2 separate regions of the Arabidopsis thaliana genome follow, and region 2 is linked to region 1. Evidence: chromatin contacts called from public capture Hi-C data. All regions are on one chromosome and are shown on one strand. Each heading gives the region's core, a stretch centred on a gene start, on an enhancer-like site or on the middle of the called end of the contact. The rest is flanking DNA. Distances are from core to core; before and after follow the strand shown.

What was found. Capture Hi-C pulls out chosen DNA fragments and counts their contacts.
Region 2: a capture Hi-C map of seedling shows a contact between it and region 1, with 1.6 times the contacts expected there. The contact joins the promoter of ASIL2 here to the promoter of CID4 in region 1. A contact is called at or near these places in 2 of 26 Hi-C or Micro-C datasets (rosette leaf and vegetative nucleus) and 1 of 3 other capture datasets (seedling).

Annotation. Positions count from the first base shown.
Region 1 is chr3:4,633,002-4,640,953 of TAIR10.1, reverse strand. CID4 (CTC-interacting domain 4) reads right to left here and starts at 4,891. Exons shown (of 15, transcript NM_112255.4): 1 at 4,343-4,891; 2 at 3,694-3,811; 3 at 3,464-3,619; 4 at 3,230-3,366; 5 at 2,910-3,100; 6 at 2,315-2,492; 7 at 2,016-2,231; 8 at 1,847-1,947; 9 at 1,701-1,761; 10 at 1,557-1,587; 11 at 1,028-1,275; 12 at 790-945; 13 at 636-713; 14 at 419-523; 1 more. The coding sequence starts at 3,790. The coding sequence ends at 263. ATBRXL2 (DZC (Disease resistance/zinc finger/chromosome condensation-like region) domain containing protein) reads left to right here and starts at 6,873. Exons shown (of 6, transcript NM_202580.2): 1 at 6,873-7,473; 2 at 7,568-7,738; 3 at 7,934-7,952. The coding sequence starts at 7,601.
Region 2 is chr3:4,704,941-4,712,892 of TAIR10.1, reverse strand. ASIL2 (sequence-specific DNA binding transcription factor) reads left to right here and starts at 3,717. Exons shown (of 1, transcript NM_112274.4): 1 at 3,717-6,091. The coding sequence starts at 4,272. The coding sequence ends at 5,603. It overlaps AT3G14172 (GPI-anchored adhesin-like protein), which reads left to right and starts at 7,065. Exons shown (of 12, transcript NM_001125151.2): 1 at 7,065-7,643. AT3G14190 reads right to left here and starts at 2,410. Exons shown (of 5, transcript NM_112275.3): 1 at 2,279-2,410; 2 at 1,920-1,996; 3 at 1,560-1,835; 4 at 1,430-1,473; 5 at 324-1,297. The coding sequence starts at 1,986. The coding sequence ends at 1,103. It overlaps AT3G14200 (Chaperone DnaJ-domain superfamily protein), which reads left to right. Exons shown (of 6, transcript NM_112276.4): 6 at 1-319. The coding sequence ends at 12. It also overlaps AT3G14185.

The sequences.
Region 1 (7,952 bases), core at 3,642-6,141:
TAAATTTTATATCTCTGATACAGCCAAAAAAAAGGAGAGAGTGCACTCAGTACTACAGACTTCAGATAGATCGTTTTTTTTCTTTCTTTTTTTCTTTCTTTTTGTTTTCAACACGAAATACCAAAATCAGTAGGCGAATCTAAAAAAGAGAAGAAAATGGTTTCAGTGATTGGGTAAGGGAGAGTGGATAAAACCAGAGAGGGGTTCGTACACTTCCTTCACAAAAAAAAAAAACATCATCACCATCGGGTAGTAGTAGTTATTACTCTCGTCCTTTATTATGATATGGCATGTCCTGCAAAACACACACATACAGAGATGAGATTTCAGCATCCAAAAGTTTTAACTCTTCGACTATGTAAAAGAAAAATAAAAAAAGAACAAAAAGAGGGAATCTACTATTAGCAAAAATAATAACCTGCGGGTAAGGAGGAGGATGCATGTAATAAACTGGCCTAGGATGCTGCTGACCAGGTATCATTTGCTGCTGCTGCTGACCAGGTATCATTTGCTGCTGTGGGTACTACATCACAATTCCAATTCCAATCACCATTAGACTTTTGATGTTTTTTTTTTTTTTTTGTGTATGTGTGTGGGAATAGTAATTCAATAGGGCTTGTGTGTTACTGTCAAACCTGAGGTTGTCCATTTGGATGATAATAGGCTTGAGGATGATACATCATCTGTGGTTGGTTGCCAGGATATGGCGGGAGCTGCCAATTTTCACATGGTGAGTTTTGAAAACATAACTCGGTTGGGTTTATATAATATATAACAAACGGAACTTACTCCGTAATTAACAGGCGGCATTCCAGGCATCTGCTGAACAGGAACATGACTAGGACCAGGGTAGTAGAATGAGGCATCTGCGATTGGAGATTGAGGTGGTGCAGCAGCTGACTGCAATGGTTTGAAACTCTTAGCCTTTGGATTGAGTTTGAATTCCTGATCAGACCCAACGACCCATAATTAGTAAAAACACACACACAGTTAACACTTTATCAAGTTTGAACATCAAACAAAATACCTTTGCATTCGGATTCAGTGTGGACTTTTCTGATGAGGCCATAGAACCAATTGACGAGCTCGGTGATAGCCCAGGACGACTTGATGTTGAAGGACCTGGGCGACTTTCTGAACTTCTAGAAGCAGACTGCCCGAAAGAGCTTTCAGATTTTGTTTTACTAGAAACTTGACTGGCTTCTCTTTCTCTCTCAGTAACAGCCTTAGACACCGAGGATGCACCACCACCAGATTTTGCACCTTCTTTGATATCTACATTCCACAATACATATTTACATAAAGCCTACAACCAGTTTCCTAATTAGATGGACGTTTCATAACAGGTCACCACTCCTTGTGTAAAAAAGAACATTTCTAAATTCCATTTAGCAACCTTAACAGAATCCACCATAGATTGTCCATTGAGATAAACGTGATAATAAATTATAGCGTCAGATCAAGAAAAACTGGAGTCATGCTAGTAAAAATGAAAGGTAATTCATCGTATACAACAAGAAAACACGTATGTTAATAAAAATGAAAGTAGCGTATACCTCCATGACCAGAAGTTGATTCCTCAGCTGACTATGTTAATACAGAAGGAAGCCAAATAACCAATGTTAAAAATTATAGAACAACAATGAAACGCAAAATGCAATCATGATTAAACGGCATAATCAACATGGACTTGTCATTACTCTGTTATTGTGTGAAACCTCTTCGTTATTCTTTCTTCTTTGCTCATCTAGCTGGCTCTCACTATTATGCCAAGAGGAACTCCCAATGTGAGATATATTTTAGATGATTTTCCAGATGTGTAGCTTAATTGCAAGAAAAATAAGACCTGATATTGCTGCCTGCGGCAGGAAAATCTTTGGATTGCTGTTTAGAGGTTGAGCAGCTTTGATCTACATTTTTATTTTTCCGAGAAGACTGACTGTCACCCTGAAAGAAAATGAATAGCAACATCACCAACTCGTTCAGCTATTAACTACTATCAAAGACGAACTCACCGATACCCGTAATTCTTCACAGCCCTTGCCACTAGAAGCTGGCTTCTGGCCATCAGAAGTAGATGAGCCACCAAAAGTCAGATCGTTGCAAGTATCCAGCAATGCGTTGTCCTCCAAATCAAACCCACTATCACCAAATCCAGTGACTGGACGGACAGATGAGTATCTGGCTTCCTCGTCAAAATCAAAGTTCTCATTAAGCTGAAGGCCTCTTTCCTGCATGCATGAATAGTTACGAATTTAAACTTATAACACCAAAAAAACATAGGAATCAAGGTGAAATCAAACCCCCAAATTACCTCTGCTACATGAATATCTCGGGTAGTCTCAGCCTCGATCTCTCTCGCAATCTTCTGGGCATGCTCTTCCAACTGTTTAGTCTGAGGACCTCTCTCAAGTCTTGTGGTATAGAGGTCCTCGTCGAAAGTGCTTTTTACTCCAAACAGTGACTTATTCACCTCAAACTGATTCCATTTCCTACAAGCAGAAACGGATCAGCTGAGAGATATCAAGGACAGAAAAGACAGGTAACCACACAGCAAAGATTACTCATATATAAGAAACATAACTATCAAAACAATATTCTTCCTAATCTTTGAGACATTCACCATGGGCTGTTCCTCACAATATAATATATGCTTTCACTAAATAGTAGAATTCTAGCTTTAGATATAGAAAGAGAATTGCTTTCCAAAAGGAATATACGGAATTTCTAAAGTGCAAGCACAAACATAATCTATTCATTCCCACCATCTCTCATCTAAATTGGTCAGCTAAGAAACCGTGATCTGAAAATCTAGCTGACAAATCAACATACCAAACATTCAATAAGTATAAATTTGACAAAAAATTTAAATATATATGTGCGTGTGTGTGTGTGTGTGCGTATATTACCTATTCCAAGGGTTATCAAACACATTCTCCAAATCTGCACCGTGTGGAATAGTCTCATCAGGTACCCAGCGTTGCAGCTGCCTTTCCCGATCAACATGATAAGACTGTGATATAGAAGAGTCTGTCAACAGCTCCGATGGTTTCTCACCCTGAACCGCATTTGACATGTTGTTCGAGGATACAGAGAGATCCTAACACCAAAATCAATGATATAAAGTAATGACAATGTCAAAACTCAAAGTAGTCTCTCTGCAATATAACACATTGACATAAACTTAAAACAATAAATATTTCCCTTCAGTTTATAAAAGCAGGCACACCTTAGCTATAACTTGCACAAGTTCATCTGCCGGAATAATGAATGTCTTGGAAGGCGGCTTCCTGACAAATTCGGAACGGGATTTATGTCCTCGTAAAGTACCGTCTTTAATCAAGCATGCCATCTTTAGAATGATTCCTGGAAGTTTCAAGCAATTTTATACATTGCAAGAAAAAGTAGTGTGAATTTGTATGTGCAGCTCTATAAGGAAAAAAATTCTGATTCAGAGCCTCACCAAAATCCTTCTCTACATTGGCAGCATGAAATATACCGGTATACACTGATCCATTCCTTAGATGCACTTCCACATGATGCCCGATCTTACATGTTGTGAAGTACACTAACCGATCAAGTGAAAGCCTCTTCAAGCTTCCAGCTTCCCCATTGAATACTGAATACATATCAACATGCATGAGGACTCAGAATATGACGTTGCACATAAATCACAGAATATCAACAGCTAACCTGTATTTGATGTATTTGTCTTATGTAAAACTTCCTCTGTTTCACCTCTTTTGAGTGGAAATCCATTTGATGAAGATTTCGACTGAGGAATACTCATTGCAGCCTTAGACTGTTCTAACTAACAAGGGTAAAAAAAAACAGTTATTGAAACCCATGACATTCGTAATTGCTCAACTGACGCAGAAACTATAAATAGAAGGTTACCATTGAAACCGATGATTACTATCTAACAGCAAAATACAATCAGTGAACAGCCTCGCATCGCCATTACAGAAAAATAAACATAAAACAACACTTGCTTGGCTTCATTCATCAAACATGCCGATTAGTCTAGAAAACGTTGTGGATGAAAGAAAGAAAGATAGTGTTGATTTCAACCATTAATCCGCAGCACAAACAATTAAGAAATGGAAACAAAATCAAAGAGTTTTCAGCACAAACAGACGCAAAAAAAGGAAGGCATAACAGTGAATCAAAGATACAATCATCTGCAATCATGAAATAGGATCTCCAACGTATTCGAGCTAGAGCTAGGTATTCCAGTAAAACAAACCCTAAATCATCAAATTCCCAATAACGCGGAAGAATAAAGAAGCAATGAAGATAAACTAAAAATCCAGATATAAGAATCGAAGAAGAGGATATTTACCTCAGAAAGCTAACCCGATCAGAAACCAAAACGCCTCTGCAACACCGATTAAAGAAATGCTTCCGAAAGGAGAGGGACGAGCTCGATTAGTTTCCAACGCAGCGAGTTAGGGTTTCGGAGAGAGCTAGGGTTTACGAGGAGAGAGTGACGGTAAACGATTCACCATGAATCTAAAGAGCGAAAGATAATCGGAGAGAGTGATCGGAGCTGAGCTAACTCTTTGATTTTCCGCAGGAAGCAAAATCATGAAAGGAAAGAACAGCTAGCTACACGAAACAGATCGTTGTGTAGAGTACCAATCACCTACGGGCAAGTGCATGGTACAACTATATTTGGGCCTTAATGGGCTCAACATGGGCTATAAACTGAGTTTGAGAAACTTTATAGGCCTCAACTTTTGAATGTCAAGCTTTTATGTTTTCTTTTTCTGTCTTTTCTTTCTTTTCTTTGATCGATCATTTTACCTTAGCCATTAAGAACTTCTAAATCTTTTAACACACATAAAACATAAAGGATCAAGCCTTCGATTGTAATTTACCTTTATTTCATTTGTGGAAAGAAATCAGCAAGAATAAAGAGTTTTTGTAAAAGCAAGTAACCTGAAGCAAAGGATACTTCAAATTCGAAATGAACTTTTAAAAGGGTATGGTTTGCTTAATGATGGGGATAATGTTAACTTGACTTTCAAAATGGGTTATAATGAAAGTGCTTAAGCCTTGAAGGAGACAGAAAAGGTTGGGGGAAAAAGCATTAATAGGCTTAGTTGGAAAAACAACTCTATAAAGTTTAAATGATTATTTAATAATAACAAGCTTGAATCTAAATATTACATGCTTCATTTGCATGTCTCATCATCACTTGTTTTTATTTTTGATAAAATCACTTTATACCTTTTTTCAGTTTCTAAGGTGCAATATGCTATTTGTCACCATAAAGCTAGGCATAAATACTAATGATCATAATTGATCAAATTAAATATATAATCAGAAAAGCATCACTAGAAAAATACTCCAAAATTACTTAAACATGGATTAGTTGGAGAATTCTGAAATATTATTAAAATGATGAAATACAAAAAAACTGGTGTGGCCAATAAAAAGTATAAGAGTTACATGTATGAAACATTACACTTTTCAAAGTTGTACCTCTCTAATTAGCAATGGAACATACACTTTTTTTTTTTTTTTTTGACAACTTAGTGTCCAGACCACACAGTGATCTGACTAGTCCACTGGGTTTAAGCCCGCGACCAGGAATTTTTAAACATCTACTTAATGGCTCCCTGGAACTGGTGGTCTGAGGCGCTAGAGCAAATCCGCATGTTAATTCTCTGGTGACCAGAAATCGAATCCGGGTGTCGGACGTCTCAGTCGAGGTTCCTTTACCACCAGACCACGATACCTGGTTGGAACATACACTTGAAAAAGATAAGACAGAAATCTTAAGACTATACGAGTATTATGTTCAATTTAACATGGGGTGAAAGAGAGATCATCATAAAGTATTATTTGTAACGGATAGGTCATAGTTATAGCTATAAGATACGAGCTAACATTAAAATGGAAAGAGAAAGAACAATATCAAACAAGAAAACACAGATCATTCACGTGGTATGGTAAAAATTAAATTAATTTATATTTTGCAGTATCGGATCTGATCATTCATTGCTATAAAAACTGTTTTCTTTTGTCCTAATTTAAAAAAATGTTTCAGCTGTATTAGTGAAAAAAATAGAGAAAGCAAGCCAAAAAAAAAACTAAAAACATTAACTACGAATTGTAAAATAGTGTATGGTAAGAAACTCCACAGAGTGTAGTTAATTCTCGCCCGTTGCTTCACGGCGCTCCTGTGACCAAATCTGACATTATATAGACTCGTAAATATTCCTTTTTAGGTTTTTGCATTCATATTTGAATGCAGTTGATTTAAAATAATTTAAACGACTAGTTGCCTCTAAATGTTTGAATAAATTAGGAGTAATTACCAACTAGTAACATTCTGTCACATTTCCCAGAGTCACTGTCTTAAATTATGAAATACTCGTTATTGAGAAAATTGACAGATAACAAAATGGATTAGTTATTTGGTTTCCTTTTTCTTTTCCTTTATTTGGGTGCAAAATTAGACAGCCAAAATCATTTAAAAATGCACGTGTCAATATGTGGCCACACCATGGATATTTTGCACGGCTTCATTATTTCTATGAAAATAGTTTTATTTGTTCTTTTTTTTAAAAAAAAGCAAGAAAAGGGAAAAGAGAATAAAGAAAAAAAACTAGGAAATAAAGAAGAGAATAACATTTGAAATTTTCTTGGTCCGATTTCTTCACTCTCAAAGCAGTAAAATTGAAGAATATACTACTAGTTATGTTAGCAAATGAAATACAAGACGATTCAAAACTAAGTAATTTAATATAAATAATAAATCAAAAGTTGACAAAATGCGGATATTAAAAAATAGCAATAAAGCTGTAGAACTATTCAATTGGTTAATCTATGTTAGTAAAAACTGTGTTACGTTTTTGTTTTTTTTTGGTTTTGGTCATAATAATCCATAAGTATCAAACTTAAAGACGAATCTGAAAATAGCCATTACTGTTTTTTTTTCTCTGAAGAAAAAGAAAAGAGTAGAGCTTTTTTGTTTAATATAGGAATTAGGAAGGAGGAGGAACACAACACCACACTTGTGCGCAAACTTTCACAGTGTCCGACGATCTCAAAGCCCAAATATCAAAGCTCTTCTCTCTCTCTATCTCTCCCCAAAAATTCGTAGCTTTTTTGCATTTTGCTTCTGCATTCGGCTTTGGATTTCATAAAGTGTTGAGATTTAAGAGTGTATCTCACTCAATCTCTCTGATAAGAGCTTTCAAGCCACAAGTAAACCGACCCAGAGAGTTTAAAAAAAAAGAAGAGTCTTTAATGCGAAGTCGTTTCTAGGTCTGATCTACAGATCCTGGTACCCTAATTTTCCCCTGCCGCAACGGTCTCCTCCTTCCCTTCGCCGTCATTTCACCGGTGGGGTTTTACATCTGAATCTCTGTGGTTGAGAGAAAAGCAATCGACTTTAGTGAGTGTTGAGTTTATATATTGGAAGGTAGAAGTTGAAGTGCGTAACTACTGTTGCAAAAAAAGGTACAAATTATGAGCCTTTTTGGGTTCTCATTTCTTAGATTTGATTATTTTTGGTGGAGGAAGTGACTTGGGTTTCATTCTTCTAAATTCTCAGGTCGAAATTGAAACTCTTTAGTGAGTGATAGAGATGCTGACATGCATAGCTTGTACGAAGCAGCTAAACACCAACAATGGTGGATCTAAGAAACAAGAAGAGGATGAAGAAGAAGAAGACAGAGTTATTGAAACACCCAGGTCTAAGCAGATTAAGTCCCTGACGTCACAGGTAGAGATAAACATTCTTCCTCTGTGTCACTTTCACGAAAAAAAAACACAAATGAGAAAAGGACCATTTTTTGCTCTTGTTGGTTTCTGTTTGGAAGCTAAGAACAAATCAATTTAAGTCCGTGACTTTCAGAATGTTTTTCACTGTGTATTTAATTTTGTGAATAACATGTGATTCTTGTATGTGAATCTTCAGATTAAAGACATGGCAGTAA
Region 2 (7,952 bases), core at 2,468-4,967, 73 kb before region 1:
CCCACCTCATAGCCACTTCACACCATATTTTTTTGCTAACTCATCTCCCCACATTTGTCGACTAGTCGCAGACAAGATGAGTGGTTGTTGTCTTCTCAATGAGGAATACATCGAAACTCAAAGGGTCGTCGTTTTGTAAAACTACCCACCTCCTTCTCTAGAATCTTCTTATTTTTATTTTTGTTTCTCCTGTGCTGTCATTGAATTGTTGTCTCCTAAAAGCAAGAATCGTTAAAGATCATTGAGATCGATGAAATCAATTGCTTTATGTTGATCAAACACAGTTCCTTCTATATTCTTATTAGTTATTGATTGTCTCAGCATTTGATTACATAAAAATTTACATTATTTTTTGTTCCATTTTGGTCGAACCTTTCTTATCTTACCAACCATTAGAGAGTGAGAAATAATTGCTTCTGAGACTTGAATCAAAATCTGAACAACGAGTGGTGATCCAAAACGATGGCATTTCAGGAAAAGAGTTGCTTCTGAGACTGAATTAGAATCTGAACTTGAACTTTCTGCTTACTCAGTTGACGACAGTAAACTACCATTATTGCTGCCACCGCGGGTAAAAGTGGATGAGATGGAGCTTGGAGAGGTGGCAATGGCAATAGTTGGATTTGCAGCAAGTTATGAAAAGGTGGTATAAAGCTTAAACAAGTGGTGGAGCTGGAGAAGGAGAAGAAGGAGCTTGAGTTGCAGAAAATGCAGTCCTTTAAAGCTCAATTAGAGGTGTTACGGAACAGTCGCGAGGATAGAGACAGTGAGAGAAGAGTCAGAAGTCACCAATAGTGTCAAGGATAACGGCAATGTAAGTTCACAGTTGAAGAGATGAATGTTTGTAAAAGTGAATTCTGATGATGTTTAGGATTGTGGCTTGAAACATGACAGTGTAAATCGAAACTTCAGATTCTGAATATGGCACAAATTTGATGAATAGTCAAAATACTTGAAAAGATACCAACTTTATTTCCTGAAACCAGTTACAAAGTGATAGACACAGAGTGATTCATGAAGAGCTGAACAAAAGATAAACGCCACTACTACTATTACTACTTCATCTGAAGGATGAATTTTGAAGACATTAAGAAACAGAAACTCAGAAGAGGTCGTCAGAGTCTTCTTTAAGTGTGAATTCGCATGAATCGAACCGCCAAGCCAGAGGAGTGGAAGGCATCATAGAGCCATGACGGATTGGAGAGCGCCATGGAGTCGAGTTCTTCAGCCAATCAGAAAACTTGGGCGATGCCATCTCTTCTGGTTCTTCGTAAGTCAGATCGTCCTTAGCATCCATCTGAAACCAAAAACACATAGGATAGAGTCATAAAAAGTGTCACTTTAAGTTCCAAAACTAGATTAAAGATGCAGTCTCACCAAAATCTCCATCAAAGACAGAGAGATAGACATTGTTTTTTAAGTACAGTACCTTTTCAATGTCCCAATTGAGATGCTTCTCCTTGATGCTGGAACCTGCAAGTACAAAAGATCAAGTTTAGCACAAGCTTACTCGCAAAGATTGGTTAAACATCATAGCTTAGAAGATCTAAATACAATACCATGATGAAGTAGCATGAGATCAGCAGAGTAGTGATCATCCCAAAGATTTTGCTGTTCTTTGATGCATTTGCTGTGATCATGTAAAAACCTTTCCCCAGCTATATCAATCTCTTTCACAGCAGCAGAAGCAATTTGCTTGTTCTTTGAAGAAGCAGCAGCTTTCGCATGAATCCCAGACTTGTTTGTAATATCATTCAGAGCCTTACGAGCTCCTCCAGGTTTCTTCTGACCAAGTACAGTCCCTTTGGATTTCACAGAAGCAGCAGTGACAGACTCTGTAAATAATAGCCAAGAAAGAAAATGTTAAATCTTTGTTTCAAAGCAATATGATTTAAAGAGAGTAGAGAAAGATTAACTACTTTTGCGATGAATTGGAGCGTTCTCGTCTGGGAAGATCATTTGTTGAAGAGCGTTCATGTTCGCCATATGGTTTTAACTGTGAATCATCAAAGAACCAATTGCAGAAACGAAGATTTGATTCCAGAACTGACGATTTTAAGCAATTAGAAACCCTAAAAAAGGTAACAGAAACCCAACTCGAAATCGAAACAAAGATCGTTTTTTTCACAAAACCCAATTCGATCCTCAAGCAAATTTAACACCACAGACCCCAGAAACCCAGAACGAATCAAGTAGCGACATACGAAAAGAAGAACAAACAATCGCAAGAAGAACAGTCTATAATGTGAACCTAAATCAGAAGGAAGAAAGAGATTACCTTTGTAAAAGTGAAGAAGTTTCTTGGTGAGATTCTTGTTGGAAGAGAAGTGTATAAGAAGATGAAGAAGAGCGCTTAGAGTGTTTAACGGTAACTTTTCAATGTTGTTCTGACGAAATAATGAAGAACCTCCGGGATTAGGCCAAAAAAAGTAAATTTATAGAAGAAGAGAAAAAGTTTCTAGCCGTTGGCAGAATATTTTAATGCAGGCCTAATCAAGAATTGGCCCAGGTACAGGCCCATCACATAAATCAAATTGACGGCATCAAACTATCATGTAAGATAGAAGCAAAACATGTCACACTTCTCTAAGTTATCTTCTTATCGGCTAGATTTATCATCATCCTTGATTAAATCTCCTTAATTTTGGAAGGTTAAATTATAGGTAAAGTGTATATAATTAGTCTAACCAAGGATATTCAACGCTTCTCGTTCCTGTTCCTTATATAAAACCATTATCCTCACATAAAGAAGACTTAACAAAAAAAAAACTCTTTTCAAAACACATTAGAGACAATTAACAAGAAAAACCCTTCTAATAATTTGATCAGAGATATGGGTTTTTCGCACAAGTTGTGGGATGAAACTTTGGCCGGTCCAACGCCGGAAAATGGTCTCGGGAAGTTGAGAAACCACATATCCGGTGAAAGTGCCAACCGGAAGTTGATGGTGGATCTGAAACGTGTCCCGAATTCTCCTGACCGTTCAAGCAACCCCGTTTCCCCTTTGACTCTTATGTTACCTTTTTTAAAAATCCTTTCTGATCCACTTTTTTTTTATCTTCTATGCTTGTGTTATGAGCAGTTAAAACCCTATATATTCATGTAAATTAAAGACTTTGCAAGGTGATACATATGTTCATAGTCATTATAAGCTTTTTTTTATTATTTTTTTTTTTTATTTTGACATCCATAATCATTATTAGCTTGAGAGTATTATGGATTTGTAAATTAATGATTACCAAAATCATTTGTATGCAGCTGGAACACCAAGTGAAACACATGCTACAAGTCTCAATGCTTGCGATTGGTTTGATCTCCCTCTCTTTTCTTTCCTCTCAAACTATACTTCATTTTATCCAACGCATTATCGCTTTCATTAGTACCACCATATCTAATTAACGTCCGGTAATACTGCAGGATTGTGCTAAACGCATTGGACCGTTGAAAAATATTACAAGGTATTTCTACGAGAAGAAGAAGTATCCCAAACTACTTTTCTTTGTATATATATATTTGCTGTGTACATAACATAATGGTCGCTTTTGGTGTTTTGAGATTTGAGAAATATTAAATTTCTGTTTGTTTCACAATTCACGAAGATTATATAAGGTCTTTTTGAAACATAGTATTTCTGGAATGTTTAAAGTTGTATCTTTGACAATGGTGAAAAGAAAAAATGATACTAAGTGATAACATGCTAACGTAGCGTATGGAAAGCCCAATAAAAACCCATGCCCAAAGTAAATAACATCCACGTCACCGTTCTTATTGTTAAAAGAGAGACTAATTCGAATCGATTTAACGAATGAAGCAAGACAACGAAGGAAGACAACTGGAAACTATCGACGGACTAAAAAAAGTCTACGACCGATATTGAAACTGACGGTTAGGCTAAGGGTAATTTCGGTACATCACCGGAAAAATGGTTCACGGGGATAGTTCCGGTAATTATAGTAAAACTAGATGGGCTTTTCCGTCAATACACTTCCTCATCGGATTACGAAGAAATGGGGAAATTACGATACAAACCCATCTTTTACCCCTAAACCGAGCCGGCAACTTTACCGGTGACGGAATCTTACCTCTGACCTACCAATCACGTCATTCCACGTCATCTCCCCGTATCTTCTCACGTCCTTCCACGTGTCCCCTCTACTCACCGACGCCGTCTCCTTCCCGTTTACCCCTCCCGAACAGAATATTAACCCAAACCCTAACCCTATCTCCCTCTTTCACGAGCTTCTGACTCAGATCCGGCGATATCGAATTCCATGGAGGACGATGAAGACATCCGATCTCAGGGTTCCGATTCACCTGATCCGTCTTCCTCCCCGCCGGCGGGACGAATCACGGTTACGGTGGCTTCGGCAGGTCCGCCTTCTTATTCTCTGACTCCTCCGGGTAATTCGTCGCAGAAGGATCCGGATGCGTTGGCTCTGGCGCTGCTTCCGATTCAGGCCAGCGGTGGAGGGAATAACAGCAGTGGGAGACCAACCGGCGGCGGCGGGAGGGAGGATTGTTGGAGCGAAGCAGCTACGGCTGTGTTGATTGATGCGTGGGGTGAGAGATACTTGGAGCTTAGCAGAGGGAATCTGAAGCAGAAGCACTGGAAAGAGGTGGCTGAGATTGTGAGCAGCAGAGAGGATTACGGTAAAATTCCCAAAACTGATATACAGTGTAAGAATAGGATCGATACGGTGAAGAAGAAGTATAAACAAGAGAAGGTGAGAATCGCTAACGGCGGTGGCCGTAGCAGATGGGTGTTCTTCGACAAGCTTGACCGTCTGATTGGATCAACGGCGAAGATCCCGACGGCAACTTCTGGAGTCAGCGGTCCTGTCGGAGGATTGCATAAGATTCCTATGGGTATTCCAATGGGAAGTCGTTCGAATCTGTACCATCAGCAAGCTAAGGCTGCAACACCGCCTTTCAATAATCTTGACCGGTTAATTGGAGCTACGGCTAGAGTCTCAGCTGCTTCTTTCGGTGGCAGTGGTGGAGGAGGCGGAGGAGGATCTGTCAATGTACCTATGGGAATTCCGATGAGTAGCCGTTCAGCTCCGTTTGGACAGCAAGGGAGGACTCTGCCACAGCAAGGTAGGACACTGCCACAGCAACAGCAGCAAGGGATGATGGTGAAAAGGTGTAGTGAGTCGAAACGCTGGCGTTTCAGGAAGAGGAACGCTTCTGATTCAGACTCGGAATCTGAAGCAGCAATGTCAGATGATTCCGGTGACAGTTTACCACCTCCTCCTCTGTCGAAGAGGATGAAGACGGAGGAGAAGAAGAAGCAAGATGGTGATGGAGTGGGGAACAAATGGAGGGAGCTGACTCGGGCAATCATGAGATTCGGTGAAGCTTATGAGCAAACAGAGAATGCGAAACTGCAACAGGTGGTTGAGATGGAGAAAGAGAGGATGAAGTTCTTGAAGGAGCTTGAGTTGCAGAGAATGCAGTTCTTTGTGAAGACTCAATTGGAGATATCACAACTTAAGCAGCAACATGGGAGGAGAATGGGAAACACCAGTAATGATCATCATCACAGCCGCAAGAACAACATCAATGCGATTGTCAACAACAACAACGATTTGGGTAATAACTAGAATTTAGTGATGCAGTGTCGTAATTGATATATTTTAGATTTGAGTCTTTAATTGTTGAAAGAGAAACTGAAACTTATCTAGGCTTCATGAGTGTATTAATATTTTGCATATCTTTCTTAACTTTGGTCATATGGAACAGATTTAACTTCACTAGATTGCCTGAGATCATTCTGCTGCAGACTCTTGTGCACGTTTTTGAACTTCTCTTAATCTCTGAGTTAGATTGTGTTTCACTAGTTAGGTTAGAACATGGCATAGGACATTTTTGACACAATCCAACCGCAAAATCTTAAAGCTATGTTTGGTTATTATGACATTGGAGATTTGCATGTGTACCTAAAAGCATTTTTTTAACTCTTTTTCTTTTGAGTAATTGTTTGAGCTAGATTTTCTTGTGTCTGAAGCATCATTCAAACCACCAATGATGATCTTCTATAAAAGAAGAATGTTAGGCAAGAAACCTTTTCGTTGGTCTGTTTATTTATTTTTCTATGATGTTTGCCTTTTGGCATTTTATAGGTACTAAACAAATGACAGTCAATTCAAATTCATTACACATAGATGTTTCTCACAATTTTACCTTCCGCACTAAGCTAATATTCATGTATCGAAAGGTGAATCATGATATTTGAGTAAAAATACCATCTTCCGAGTCCCACCGTAACATCATTCTAACTTGCACTATTCTTATTTTTTTTTGAAACGAATACAATAATGAAAACGTAAGAAATAAAGCATCTTGAAATCTTCTGAATTTTGTTTTTGTTTTAGGTAGAAAAGAGTTTGATTCCAAAGGTCCACGTGTGTTTAGACATATAGATTAGATATTATCTAATGATATATTGGTATCACTAGGATTACTAATCAAGATTTTTCCTTAGTAAAGTTCAAAATAAAGTTTTTTTTTTCAAAATAAAGTTTTTTTTTGGAACTAAATCTAGCAATAAAAGTAGTGATTACTAAAGAAATAGTAAATTATTAATGTAACAAATGAATATTCTTTTTTTTTTTTTAAAGTGGGCAAGAAAAGATACCAAAAAGAAAGAAAGAATTGGGTAGGATTTAAAGCCATGTCTCCATTATAAATATATAGTTAGGGTCAATTGTCCATTAAAATTAAAGAAGAATAAAGAGTGATATCCTATAATTAGATATTTTTTCAGGGGGTCCATCATTTGATTTAAAGTGTCTCCAAAAGTTGGAATAAAAATGGTTGGTGTTAATATTATTAATTTTCAGTAGAGTAGAATAAGCTCTAATTTAAATACTTCTTTTTGTCAGCATCTATTTAGTACAGTGTTTATTTAACATAATATACATTTTGCACATAGAGATTTTACTCTAAAACAGCGAATCGTTGTTACTCTTAACGTTAAATATTTGGATCTGAAAGGCAAAGTACCAATATACCCATTTGTTCCTTGGCCCATCTGTGGGTAAGAGACTAATTTACCCCTCCAATTTATATACTTCACAGCAATAAATTCGAAGAATAAAAGGGTATTATGGGTAACTAACGAAAGCCGTTTAGGATTCGGCGAGACCTGTTTCCGGAATTTCGTAATTACTGCCGACTTTCTTTGATTTTTGTTTAATTTAATATTTCAAATTTTACGCTCTATTACTCTCTTTTTTTTTTTGTTTTGTCATCGTATACGCTACTTCACGTCAACAAAAATGGTGATTTTTGTCTGAAGAACGTTTATTTCTTTCTCTTGATTTCACTTTCTCTCTCTAAAGTAGATTTTTGACAAAGATAGATTACGGCGGAAGGAAGGAGACACACAATGATGGGAGAGATATTGAATCCATCAGCGGAAGTGAAATTAATTACGAAGTTGACTTGAGAGTTTTGAGTGAAGCCAAAAACAGAAGAAAACAATCTTCATTGTTAGGGTTTTAATAAGCTTTAAGAAGAGGATGCTGAATATAGAAAGCAGAGAAAGAATCTCGACAATGATAGTAACTATTCGAATGTGAATCTGAAAGAGACTGATTCATCGGAAACAGACGAAGATCTCATTTTGTTTCTATTCTCAGGTATGGTCTGATCCGAGCAGGACTTCACTTGAATTTCAATGGCGTTTTGTTTCCTTATTGGATTTGGGATTTTACTTTATGTCTTGAATTTGAATTCGAATCATGGGTCTTCGAGGATTCGTCCTTATTGGGCGTGAATCAGTTTTCTTAGTGATTGGGTTTTCAAATTTCCATGATCGGAATCAGATCTAGCAATGTGTTTGATTCTGTGATTTGTGTTGGGGTTTCTATTATTGTGATGTTGGTTTAGTTGGGTTAAATTGAATCCGTGTATGGACACTGCTTTTATGTATTTACTGATGATACTTC